Regions from separate parts of the Rattus norvegicus genome. Here region 1 is linked to region 2. The links are chromatin contacts, called in public Hi-C maps. All regions are on one chromosome and are shown on one strand. Each heading gives the region's core, a stretch centred on a gene start, on an enhancer-like site or on the middle of the called end of the contact. The rest is flanking DNA. Distances are from core to core; before and after follow the strand shown. Region 1 holds the start of Ccdc86 (coiled-coil domain containing 86). Region 2 holds the start of Pga5 (pepsinogen A5).

Region 1 (7,037 bases), core at 3,267-5,766, 270 kb before region 2:
TTAAAGTCACATTTGAGTGGACTTTTATCAAGCCTTATGACCTGAGATGCCATTACCTCCCCTGTTTATTGGTGAAACTCATTCCTGCTCAAAGGACCTCAGGGCTTTCAGACTTGTGTTCTCCAGAGGAACCCCCAAAGTGATATACGTTCCTTCGAGGCAGGGACCATGACTACCTGTTCCCCTGTTGTTTATTGGGCACAGGGAAAATAATCAGTTCTTGGTAAATGATAGGGTGCTAATGAACACAACCTCTGCACTGGGAAGGCAAAGAAGGCAGGCTCTTCAGGGTTCCTTCACCCCTTTCTCTAGTACACGGATCCTCAGGGTATGGTCTGTGGACCACCAGCACCAGCACCGCCCCACTGCCTGCACCACTACCACCAGCAGCAACACCTGAGAGTTTGCTAGAAACCCAAGCCCATGGCCCCATACCAAGCATACTGAATCCTAACCTCTAAGGCTTGGACACACCTGGAGTTTGACCGATTCTTACTGAATCAGAAATGTTCTTAGATACAGTAGGGAGAGGATGGGATGTGAAATGTTCACCTTCTTAGAGTCCCCTCTTCTACCTGCTCAGGCCATGTCTAACCCCTTCTCTGACCTGTTCACGTCAAGGAGCATGCTATAAGATTCCTCGCACACACCCACACATACAAGCTTCCCTCCCCTCTGCAGACCGAGGGATGGCAGCAGTGTCCCTTCTCGTTTTGGCAAAACCTACAGATACTTTGAGATCTGCAGATAAGCTCTGATCTCCACCCTGAGCAGCAGGTACCAGAGAGCTTTGGAGTGACCCTTCCCTAACCCAGCAGCTTCCCAGAACCCTGTGAGTGCCACAACTGAACGGTTGTAGGCTTCTCCTCCCACTCAGGCCCTCCTTCCCCATCTCATGGGTCAAAGGGATAGAGGCTGAGATGAGCGCTCTCAGTAAGAGCTGACCCCTGTCCTGCTCCCTGTGCTCTGTGGAACAACTCATGGCATACACCTGAAAATAGCTATGCACACTTGCCAAACAGGAGGTGGATCAAGGGTTACATCAGAGGAGCTAGACCCCAAAACAACTCAACAGAGGTCCTGTACTAGCCAGGCATGGTGGCTCCCATCTGTAGCACGCACTCAGGAGGAGGATGAGATAGGCAGATTGCCATGAGCTAATCAAGATGGTTTCAGGCAGGGAGGAGAAGAAAGTCGTGAAAATAGGGACGAGGAGAAAGGAAAGGTAAGGGAAGGGGAGGGGAGGAAAATTTACAGTATCTAAAATAACACCAAGAGACAGCTGGAGCTCCAGTGGACATTTCCCACTGGAGACCTACATGGCGGCTTACTGCCAGGAAGAGTATGGGGGAGCTGGTCATACCACTGGGAACTGTGGAGTAGAAAGATAATGAACCCATAGTGCCGAGGGCAGTTGGTTCTGGGGGAGGGAGAAGGAGGCCTTTGGAGAACTGGGGGACAGTTGGAGAGATTTCAGCCTGACTGAAAGAGGATTCTAGAAAAGCTATAGGAAACCTGTCTTTGAATATGTAAGCAACTGTGAGTAGCAGAGAGGAGCCAGCTGCCGGGTATGTGCTGTGCAGCTCTGTTTACTCTGCACAACCCTGGGAGGCAGTTGTGCTGTTCTTGTGACTATTTTTATTAATAAAGAAACTGAAGCACAGGGAGGCTTGGGTACTCATAAAGATCACGTAGCAATTAAGTAGAGGTGGGAGCCTGGCCAGTCTGACTCCAAAGCCTCAGTTTTTCATAGTAAATCTCCCTGTTCCCAGAAGATAACCAAGACACAGAAAGGATAAAGCAGTTGTCCAAAGCCAGGCAGAGAGTGACACTGTGAGCCAGGATTAGTCACAGAGAGGGAAGGTTTAGTTGCCTGGCAACGGCCCCTCCTGCAGACATTTCTGTCCCTAACTGCTCCTGGTCTGTGCACTGGAGGGGTTGAGTGTCACACATGCCATGAGGTGCTGACAGGGCAAGACCTGGTTTATTTATGTAACCTAAGATCTGCTGACTGAAGGAAACCAGTGCCTACAAATGGACCCATGATATGGATCAGATATTCTCCTAGACTTCAATCATTCATCCTACCAGGGCAGCACGGTTGAGTTTTGAAATCCCCAGCATTAAGTAAACACTTGTTGCCTACAAGGGGTCTCCTGGAGTTCTTTAGTCCCCTGGAATACCAAACCAGGAGGATGATTGTCTATCCTAGAACAATAGTCTGCACTAACAGATGCACACATAGAGGTGCACAGATACACACAGATGGGCACATGCAATTTATACAAGCAAGAGCATAGTGATTTGCAAGCTTGAGTCAAGAGACAAGGACAGTCAGTCTGGTACTCTCTCACTTTGCCCTGGCAGAGGTAAATGGCCACAGGTAAGAGAGAGAGAGAGAGAGAGAGAGAGATTGAAAGACAAGCCCAGACATTCAAACACAAAGAAAGAGACAGACCTTTATTAGTCCTCCCACTCCAACCCCACCCCCATCTCACTGTTCTGCCAGGAGAGTCAAGGTTCTGGAGATCTTTTGATAGCTAACAAGAGCCAACACTTAAAATGAGGATTTATATGCAAATAATGTTTACAAAGTGCCCCCCCCCCAGAAGCAACAATGGGTGAATGGGAAAGTGAGCCAGGGAAAAGCCTGAGGGCACATGAATTACCAGATTACCTTCACAAGAACCTGGGGCTAAACCCTGCTGAGGTCTCTTGAGGGGTGGGGGAGCCCCTTCTTATCCTACTACTAGATGGAACTGAGGAAGAAAGCTACCTACTCTGAAAATTTCAGGAGTCTTCCCTGACCGGTGCATACAGTGATAAACCAGGCTGGGCTCAAGTGGAACCTTGCACAGATGTTAAAGGCACATCCAACGTCTTCTGTCCAAAATCAATCTCTCCTACACACACACACACACACACACACACACACACACACACACACACACACATACACACACACACTCTCACGCTCCATCCCTGGAAGAGACACAAAATTAGACCTGAATTATTTAAGTAGACCCAGGATGTGCTCTAATCAATATTTGCAAGTGACCAGATAGAGGCAAGAGACAGGAAGGGGGTTGGGGGTCTGAGGCAGCCTGGAGAAAACCACAACTCCCTGCAGCTCCCCTTAAATCAGGGACATGAGGGCTCTGAGCCATTACTGGGGAGGCAGGAGCTGACATATAATTACAACACCAGGGTGCAATTGTTCTTAGTGACATGGAGAAGCTGTGCTATTCCCTAACCCTAAGGGTGGACTCAGGTTAACTCCATCAGTATGCATCTGAGACCATGTGTGCAGTGCCTAGGGGGTGTGTCCAAGAATTGGGCATCCACTTTCTACCCTGCAGAAACTTTTCTCTGGCTCTACATCTTCCTTGCCTCCTCCTGGGTCAGCATGTAACCATCCTGGCAGAAATGAAGGTATTCTAAAGAGACACTTTTGCCTATCAGACAATCAAACAAACAGTGGACTCCAAAGAAATGGGAATTTTCTCAGAATTCTCATGCTGGGAGAAGAAAAAAGGGTACCAGCCAGAGGGGAGACAAAAACGGGTACCAGCCAGAGGGGAAATTTGTCCCCTGGAAAGAGCTTGTCAGACCACCTACAGGATGAGACTAAAACCCAGATAATGGTGGGGCAATGGTGGACAGAGTCATACCTTGATAAGGACTACTTAAATGTATTTATCCTTGGCCCTCTATCTAAACTTTCTATCTAACTTTAGAACCCTGAGGTCGAATTTGGGTGATTCACAGAATCTCTTTGCCTCTCTTCCCAGTATGGCCATTTGAATAATTCTTTTTCTAAAGCTTTCCAATTTTAATTTGGCTCTTTCCGGTGGTTTGTTGACGATGGGGTAGCCAGACCTGACTTCGGGCACACGCTGTGACCCCCCAACATTGACAACAAAGCAGTCAGGGTTTTCTGGGCCTCAGACCTGACACTTCGCTGATTGAAACTGTTGAAGCATATCTGGGCACAGTAGTAAAAGAGATGGTAAGGGTGAGAACGTTTAAGAAAACTCAAAAATTGAAGATTTCCCACTCATGCAGACCCCCAGGGCCTCCTCCTTTGTTACACTGCGCAAAGCTACTATTACAAAAGATAAAACAAAAGAAAACGTGACGTATGCGGGCCCAGCTGTTCCAGAGTAAATTAACACGCTCAGCTCTGCCTACAAACTCCCTCCGCCTTTTTGCCAACCTCTTCTCTCAGGGAAAAAAGAAAAGGTATACCCCACTCCAACCCCGCTTCTCTTGCACCTAGAACTCGCGGTTTACAAAAACAAAAACGACCAAAAAAAAAAAAAAAAAAAAAAAAAAAAACCGCATCGCGGAAACCCAGCAACCAGACACAACACGCATGCGTCTACTAAGCCCAGCCCCCGGGACAAACATCCCCTGCTTTTCCACGCATCACTCTACCGCCAGTGCGCACTTCCTGCCCGGTACGGAAATAGACGAGTCTGACGTCATATGAAGGCGCCGACGATTCTGAAGGCTACGGAGACTACACGTGAGCCATGGGTACGCCGCTGAGGCGCAGCCGGCGGCTGGAAGGCCTAAACCCTCTGTCTCTGGAGAACCTTCCTGACCCCGAAGTCTCTCGGGCCAAACGGGCTCTTGTAGATTTCAAGTCGAACCCAGAAGAAACAAGAGAGCTCGAGTCTCCGAGAGTTCCGCCACTGGACCTTGTGTCTCCCCAACCTCAGCCGGAGACTAGCCCCGAATCACCCTGTCCTAAACAGGATGCAGGCTTTGGGTCCCCACAAAGGCAACCAGAGCCTCACCCTGGGTCCCTTCAACTTCATCAAGATCTGGGCCTGGATTCACCTGCAGGACAGACAGAGTCGAATCCGGAATCCCCGCAACGAGAGCAGTCATCCAAATTATCTCCCACACAGGACTCTGAGGTAGCCCACGCTAAGGAGGAGGTGATCCCAAGATCTCCCGAGCCTTGCCCGGGTCAGCAAGCACCGGGTCCCGAGCCCTCCCAGCCAGCACAGGAGCTGGCATTCCAGGCACCTAGCTCCCCAGAGCGCCAGCTGGAGCCAAGCAAGCTACCTCCGGCTGGAGAGTCAGTGACCGGAAGTCTCGACCTAAAGAAGCGAGTTATAGCTTCTCCCCAGGCCCCAGCGTCCAAGAAACTGAAGGAGGAGCTTCCTGTAATTCCGAAGGGGAAGCCCAAATCCGGGCGTGTGTGGAAAGACCGCTCCAAGAAGAGGTAAAGTGAGGACAGCATGGGCGATGTGTTGGGTTCTCCGTGCATTTGGACCTTGCCTTCGCCTGAATGAAATCCCAGACTTGAAAGAGCTCACCCGAGTAAAATTAACAAACAGGATCATGTCAAAATGCCTAAGGGAGATCCTCAGTGGTCTTGAGGTGTTCTTTTGAACTTCCTTTCCTTCCCTTTTTTTATTGCGAGGCAGGGTCTCACTGTGTGACAATGGCTGTCCTGAAATTCACAGAGATATGCTTGCTTCTGCCTTCCTAGTGCTGGGTTTGAAGGCATGTGCCACCTTGTCTGCCACATCTAGTGAGGGAAGCAGAGCAAGAAAGGCAGCCATTATAGTGAGATCCTTTTTACTGTAAAATATCATCACTGGTTCTGTGTCACTTCCTTAGGGATGGCCAGAGAGTGAGTCTTTCATAGCCAGCCACACATGTAATCACATTTAATCTTTCCCCTTTGGAGCAGGTGTTACTAGTATTAATATTGTACATCTGAAGAAAACAAGGCTCACGGAGGCTAATTGAGACACGGGATGGGAGCATAGATTTGACCGCAAAGCGAGTGAGCGGAACCCATTAACCTGCTTCTGTTGACCAGCTTCACTTGGGTTGCAGCCTTCTTAAGACATGGGGTCTTCCTTGTCCTTTCAGTGCTGGGGCATGGTAATGCTGAGTTTATATTTTTCAGTAAAGGAATGAGGAGGCTTATATGAAGGGCATTGTTTAGGCAGCAGGGAAAGAGAAGTGGGTTCAGTTGAAATTTCAGCTCTGGAGAAGAAGTAGGGTTGAAGTATCAGCTACTGGCCAAAGACAAGAATTCGTAAGAGAACAGGGCATCAGAGATTTTAAGAGGATGACATTGACGGATGATGGACTGTGCCAGGCTTTGTGCAGGCACTTTACAGATGTCATTTTGTTACTCTTAAAGCCTAAGCTCTGGGTATAACCCCTCCCCCAAGCATACTCCATTAAACTTAAGAAAGTTAAGCTTAAAGAGAAAGGCACCAATCAGAAAAACTTTGAAGCTGCTCCCAGCAAGTCACAGTAGCCAGGCCACTGATGGCCACAGGCAACCTGTTACCCTTCTATACTGTTATGTACACACAGGGGGGTGCCGTGGCTGAGAGGCTTCCTTGCCCAGGGTCTCATAGGAAGTAAATAATGGTCTCAGGACCAGACATCCAGGCCTGTTTTCCATCTCCAATAACTAGTGCTGAACATCGACTCTGCCTCAGTGCTGTAGCCACTTGCTACATTTACATTCACTATTAAATGAAATAATCTATGAGTCTTCTTAACACAAACTACAAATCAAGCGCTACAGCAGCCTATACGTAGTGATTCCCTTTCAGGAAGGGGCGGGGATCATTTCCATGACGGAACATTGTTGTCACTGATGCTCTAACAAGATATAGTATTATGTCTAGTGGCTCTGGTTTCTCCAGGCTTCCATCATCCTGTCCTTCCAGGATTCTCAAATTCCGGTTTGTTAAGAGTGAAAGGAAGTCCACAAGGTACCCACTGCTCTGCTTTTTGGAAGCTGGGTCTTGAGAAAGCTTGGGGACTTAGCAGAGAGGAGAATGCTGGTGTCAGAAGCTAGCGATGCAGTGGGAGGGGACAGAACCAGACTGCCTGTGAGTAAACCTGGTGCCAAGTTCCACACTGTGTGCCAGACTCTAGGAAGGGAGCAGACACTCAGAAATGCAGCATTGACCTTTGTCTGGTCAGCCACAGACATGCACCAAGGCCTTCAGAGACAGGGTTCCTCAAGATATCCTCTAACAGGCAAGTAA
Region 2 (6,870 bases), core at 4,304-6,803:
TCCTTACAGATCCTGGTAAGCCACATTCTGCAGGTCTCAGTGTCCCTTCTTCCAAAGAAAGCAGTCGGGCTTGGGAAACACCAGTCACTCCTGACCAAGTGCCAGTGCTGACCAGTAGGACATTCTACTGAAGGGGATCTATGTTGCTCAGGATTCTACAGCTTTATCCAGAGGTCAGGAGTGCTGGGATCAACTGGTGATGTCTGCTTGGCACTCAGGACGGAGTGGGCAGACCAGGTGCCACCTACCCAAGTTACAACCTACCTGCCACCAATGATCAGAGAATCCACGTGTCTACAAGATGCTCTAACACTGGATTCTGTGAAATGTCATGAAACAGAAGTTACCAACGGGAAACTTGAGAACTCTTCAATAGAAAGCTGATCCAGGGGAACAAGTCGCCTCCCCTAAAGGATGGAAAACAGGAAGAGGACTTTGGGTCCCAGTCATGCCAGTGAGGGTAAATTTTAAGATGAGAGACGTTCTAGATATTCAGAGCTTTTGAGGTGACCTCAATACCCAGAATCATCAAAGGACCACTGGATGCAGCCATTCCCTTTCCTGTGACATAGCAGCCATTGTGTAAGGCTGCCTCATCTGGAGCAAGAATCCAAAAGGAAAGGAGCAGGTTCAGCCTCCAGCATCTATACCAGAAGATGCATGTGGGATGGAAGCCCTGGTAGGTGCTGCCTCAGGGTGAGGCCTGCTTTCCTCTTCCAGTTGATCTGTTTACTTGATGCCCCTCTCACACATCCCACTGCCCTAGGTGTACCTCTCCTACACTGCAAACCCATGGTTCCCTTCTAAGGTCCCTTTCTCTGTTGATCCCTCTTATATCCCATGCCAACAATTCTTTCCTCTGTTATTCTATTGTAGTGTCCTCCACTCTCCTTTCCTTTCAAATCAACCCCCTGCCTCAGCCTGGGCTCTCTCCCTCCCCCTGCAGATGGTCCCAATGACAAGAAAGCCAGAGAGAGGGAAAGAGCCTTCTTGAGAACTTGAGAAGAGTTACTTTGTAAAATTGACCCATCTCTCCTACTTCTCAGCCCCGCCCTAAACTCATCAAAGATGCAAACCGGGTTAGGTGACCCCAGGGTGAGGAAACAGGGTTCAGGGGTTCCAGAGCAACTTGGCCAGTACCAGGCTGTCCAACTGCGCCCTTCATGTACCTCTGGGCATATCCCTAAGGATAAGGACTTCAAGATGGACATCGTACCAGGTGTGACCGCACACTTGTGTGATCCCAACACTTAGGAGACAGAGGCAGGAGGACCACTGCAAAGTTTGAGGCCAGCCTGGCCTACATGGCAACTTCCAGCCCAGCCAACAGAACCCTATCTTAAACAAAACTGAAGTAAAACCTAAAACCAGGAAACAGTTCAATTTGTTATGAAAGTAATTTTAAATCTATAAGTTGATCTTAATAGTATCCCATGACTCAGCAACCGGGACAGTGTTCAGAGTTTCAGCTAAACCCCTTCTTTTCTCAGTCTCATTTCACTCAGGTGGCCTCTGACTCCCTGTGTAGCCAAGGATGACTTTGAAATTCTGATCTTCTGCCTTCCCCTCTCAAGCTCTAGGATTACAGGTATGTATCACCACATCTGGTTTTTTTTTGTTTTGTTTTGTTTTAAGATTTATTTATTTCATGTATGTGGGTACACTGTAGCTCTCTTCAGGCATACCAGAAGAGGGCATCAGATCCAATCACAGATGGTTGAATTGAACTCAAGACCTCTTGGAGAGCAGTCAGTGCTCTTAACTGCTGAGCCATCTCTCCAACCTCTCCCCCACAATCCTCCAGCCCCCCCCCCATATACTTTTATTCTAAATAAATTTACTCTTTATTTGGGAGGGTTATTATTTGTTGTCTGTTTTTGCCTTTTTACTGGAAGAAGGGCAGACAGGGACTCACTACATAGCTCAGGCTAACTCAAAACTTACTATGGAGCCCAGGCTGGTCACAAACTCCTACCTTAGCCTCCCTAAAGCTAGGATCACAAACCACAAACCGAGGTTCTTTCCTTGTTTGGTTGTTCGCTTGTCTTGAGAAAGGGTCTTATACAATCAAAGCTGGCCTCAAACGGGCTTTGTAGTCAAGGCTGGCCTTGAACTCCTGATCCTCCAGACTCCCTCTCCCAACCATTAATCATCCACACCACAGCTGATTCGTGTGGTGTAAGAGATGGAGCTCACTGAGTCCTAGGCCAGCACTGCACTAACTGAGCTGCACTGCCAGTCCCACACGACTCCCTTTAACTTCACTCAGTATCCACTCCCCGTTTGAGTTTCCTTGATTCTGAAATTCCTTTAAAAGGCTACAATGGAGCCCAATGGCACAGTGCTTGACAGCATGTGTGAGGCCTGGGGCTTGAGCCCCAGTGCTGAAAATAAAGCAAAGTGGTTTTTTAACCATTCAAATTGTGAGTTGGGCTCTAGAGTATGCCCATATCTACAACATGTTTGCTGGTTCCTAAGACATTTTGTAGATAAGTCTCCATTTTATGCCACTTCAGAGATGATCTATGGTTAAGAGCACTGGCTGTTCTTGCAGAGAAACCAGGTTCAATTCCCAGCACCCACGTGGTGGCTCACAGATGTCTGTAACTCCAATTCTCAGGGGTCCAACACTCTCTCTGGCTTCCATAGGCACCAGGTATATACATGGTACATAGACATACATATAGGCAAAACACCCATATATATATAAAATAATAATATAACATTTTTTAAAGTGTCTAGTGTGAGTGGGGCTGAGCAGATGGCTCAATGGTTAATTGTGCCTGTGGATCTTACAGAAGACCCCAGCATCAATACTGAGTGGCTCACGGCCACTTGTAACTTCAGCTTTGGGAGAGCCAACACTCTTTTCTGGCATCCACCCACATGAATCTACCCACACATAAATACGTGAACAAGCACACATGCACACACACAGACACACACACACACACACACACACACACACACACGCCTAAATTTTTTAAGTTTTGGGGGACAGTAAGATGATGATGGCTCAGCAGGAAACAACATTTCCTGCTAAATCCTCATCCTGTCTCCAGGACCCACATAGTGGAAAGAGAGAATGAGCTTCCACTGTGACTTCCATACAACCCTGCCCTTCCATGCAACATATACCTACATACGTAAATAGTATAATTCTTAAAACGTGTGCCTAGAGGCTGGAGATGTGACTTGGTTAGCAGAGTATACGGAGCATGCTCGGAGCCCTGGGCTCCATCCCCTGCAATACTCTGCATAAACCCGGCAAGGTGACTCACACTCAAAACCCAAGCACTCAGGGGACAGAGGCAGGAAGATCAGAATTTCAAAGCACACTGGGTATATACCAAGGCCAGCCAGGGATAGAGGAGATGCTGCCTCAAAAATAAAAGGTATTTGGACCACCAAAATCCAGAGTATCAATGGAAGCACATTTGTCATGGCAAGGACCTGGGACCACAATGGCTCTCATTAGTGACTAGCAATGGATAGATTAGCATAGCTACTTGGGAAGATGGCTTGACAGGTCAAAGTGCAAAAGGGAGGCATAAGAGGTGGGGCTCCAATTCCACAACTCCACCTACCACCCAAGTCGTGAGGTCAGACCACACTGTCACTGTTGACTCCTGTGGGGAGAAGAGTATTATTCTGTAGTCTATGCTGTAGTGCCAGTTTAAGGAGGTAAACATGTGTCTCCTAGGCCAAAGGCTCCCAGGGGTGTTTTTCTGACAAGATGATTAAAAAGAATATTTATTTGCATGTCTGGATGGGCAGACCAACCTGGGTCCTATCAGGGGAGCTGTAATAGGTGCTCATCACGTGGGAATTTTGTTTGAAGTCATTGCTTTGTCTCACCTGCAGGCTGCCTCAGATTCCACAGCTAGGCTCAGCCCAGACTGCACCATGCTCTAGATGTCAGCCCACAGCCATATGCGAGTTCTCCATAACTCTCTCCAACTGGATATAAGTCAGGGTTCCTGAGAGCCCTCCTTCAGTTTGGATCATTTGTTTGAGTGGCTCAGAGCTTGGGGGAACATTTCCATTGTGTGTGTTCACTCATTTGCTGTGGGGGCCATGGGGGTGGGGATGGGGGTGGGTTGGAGAGATGGCTCAGCTGTTCCCAGCACTGGCTGCTCTTCTAGAGGTACTGGGTTCAATTCTGAGCAACCACATGGTGGCTCACAACCATCTTTAATGGGATGGGGGTGGGGGGAAACACCCTTGGAGGCCAGAAGAGTGCACTGGATCCCCTGGAATTGGAGGGCTTCCAGGTCTGCAGCACTATAGGGACCCGCATCAGTTGGTAAGTTCCCCGTCCCCAAACTCTGTCCATTTGCTTTTCTTTTTTTTTTTTTTTTTTTTTTTTTTTTTTTTTTTTTTTTTTTCCGGAGCTGGGGACCAAACCCAGGGCCTTGCGCTTGCTAGGCAAGCGCTCTTCCACTGAGCTAAATCCCCAACCCCCCATTTGCTTTTCTAAGGAGACTTTGTCACAGCTTCCTCAACAAGAACGTCAAAATGTGGCAGAACAGAAAGGGTAAAAGCTAAGGTTAACAGATTCTGCGTGGTGTCCTGCTGTACCCTCTAGGATGAAGAGTGTCTTCCCACTTGCAGGGAGGGGCTTAGGAGCCAGGGACAGTTTGTGAAGTACCTGCATCATAATATCCGAGCTGCTAACATTTAAAGAGCAGGAATTTCACATAAAAAAAAAAATCCAGGCTTTGACTTCTCTCGAAAATGTGGCCAATTTGGCACCATGGCTTCCTTCCAGCCTGGCATTGGCAAGTCAGAGCTGGCTCGAGACTGCCTCCTTGTGGTAAGACAATGTAGCACCATGCCCACCATGGCCACCCAGACTACCCACTTTGCCTCCTAGGTCCTGAGCAGGCCCATCTTGCCCCAGATTGAAAAGTCCATGAAGGCAGGGACTAACTGCCTATCTGTTGGTTTCTGAAGAAAAATAAAATGTTTAAAAGTCTTCCATTTATCATGGATACATTTTTACATTTACTGATCTATTTGTGTGTTTGTTTTATGTGGGTGGGTGGGTGCCTCTGAACTACCACGGAGGTGTATGGAGGTTAAAAATTGCTTAAACAAGTCAGTTCTATCTTCCCACCACGTGGGCCCTGGATAGCAAACTCAGGTTGTCAGACCAGGCCTTCTGTACCTCCCAGTAACCCACTCTCTAATGAGGACAGCAGAGTACACTTCACAGGCCACTTAGTAACTGGTGGGATCTGACCAGCAGAGAGGCACCTAGCACTTACCTTTGTCACTTTATCCACAGGGTCTTTATCACCAAGATAGCAGGCGTCTCCCCACTCTGTAAAATCAGGTGACTTGGTGCTACGTTCACAACCACAAAAACTCCCTAGATTCTGAGAAAGTTTAGCCCTTTACTCTCCTGACCAGGGTAAAGATGTTATCGGGGAGGTTTGCATTTCTTATCAGGCCCCATTAGTGGCCCTCCAGGGTCTGATTAGAGCAGGCCAGACGTACTTAATAAGCAGTTCTCCACACAGCTTCAGGCCCAGAGCTTCTCCCTAGCACCTTAGCCTGGGAAAGGATCATGAAATGGCTTTGGGTCCTCGGGCTTGTGGCCCTCTCAGAGTGCTTGGTCAAGTAAGTATAAACTGAGTGCTATCAGCCTGGCCTCTTTCTCACTCCTGTAAAACTGTCTGACCCTCTTATCCCATGCCTATCCTACAGTGAAGAAGGAAATGAAATCCCCCGCTGGCCTTCATAACCTTCAGATGTCCATTCATCAGTGATAGTTTGCCAGGAACACCGGAAGGCCCAGAAGTCTTGGGGCAGGCATACAGGGTCACCCAACTCCAAGAGCACAAGTCACATCATGGTCTGTGTGACGTCTCTCACCAAAATCCTTCAGTGCAGCTTTAGGGGTATAGCTTCTATGTTGTCTTTTAGACCTCTCTCAGCATGTCTGTCTGTCCATCCATCCATCTGTCCACCACCACCTCTCTGAGAGTCTCTGTGTCCACAGACCTCTCTCTCTCTCTCTCTCTCTCTCTCTCTCTCTCTCTCTCTCTCTCTCTCTCTTTGGGCTCAGGCCTCATCATTTCTCACTTTAGCTCCCTGGCATTTCCCATTTTTCTCTCATCCCTCACCTCTGATTGAAACAAGGTGGGTTTGAGGGCTGCTTCCACCTGCGTGCAGTGGTATCTGCTTGTAATGTCAGCTTTTGAAAGATAGAGACCAGATGATAAGAAGTGTAAGGTCATCCTCAGTTATATATCAAGTCTGATGCTGCCCAGAATACATAAGACCCTGTCTCAAAATGAAAAGTCAAAAGGGGGTGGGGCTTCTTCCTAGGCGTAGCTTTGATTGGTAACCATCATGGTGACCAAAGCTGAGTCACAAGGAAAGGGGCTTTGGGGTAGAAATGTCCCATCTTCCACCCTTCCTCTCTGGCTACTTTGAGAAAGACAATACTGGGAAGAGTGTTAGGACAGATGGTAGATGTTCCATCACCGGCGGTCCATCACCGCCACCCTGAGCAGTCAACGTGAAGCGAGTTATTTTCCCATCTTCTTTACAGAAAGGGAAGCTGAAAGGTTCAGAACGGCCCCGTGGCCGGCTCGAAAGCGAATACCAGAGCCTGGAAACCAGGCACCCTGCCATTGTCTTCTCACTGTGATCTATCTTCTTTGGAAAACCCACTGTGCAGTTGCAATGCAAGGTGTGGTCCCCCGGAGTCGCCTCTTGGCGCCCCACGGCTCCTTGATCTCTCACTTAATTTCCTTCCGGATGCTCATTTAAAGAATCCCTCTGATGAAGATTAAGTCCATGCGAGAAAACCTGCGGGAAAGCCACATGCTGAAGGATTACCTGGAGAAGTACCCTCGC

Evidence for each region. A called contact is a pair of places that touch in the nucleus more often than the background predicts.
Region 1: a contact with region 2 is called in a Hi-C map of hepatocytes, with 2.1 times the contacts expected there. The contact joins the promoter of Ccdc86 here to the promoter of Pga5 in region 2. A contact is called at or near these places in 9 of 12 Hi-C or Micro-C datasets (the A7r5 cell line, frontal cortex, hepatocytes and 5 more) and 1 of 1 datasets of contacts at active chromatin or transcription factors (oligodendrocytes).

Annotation. Positions count from the first base shown.
Region 1 is chr1:217,018,918-217,025,954 of GRCr8, reverse strand. Ccdc86 (coiled-coil domain containing 86) reads left to right here and starts at 4,516. Exons shown (of 4, transcript NM_001006974.3): 1 at 4,516-5,236. The coding sequence starts at 4,536.
Region 2 is chr1:216,750,750-216,757,619 of GRCr8, reverse strand. Pga5 (pepsinogen A5) reads left to right here and starts at 5,553. Exons shown (of 9, transcript NM_021753.1): 1 at 5,553-5,625; 2 at 6,786-6,870. The coding sequence starts at 5,573. It also overlaps a transcript of Vwce not described here.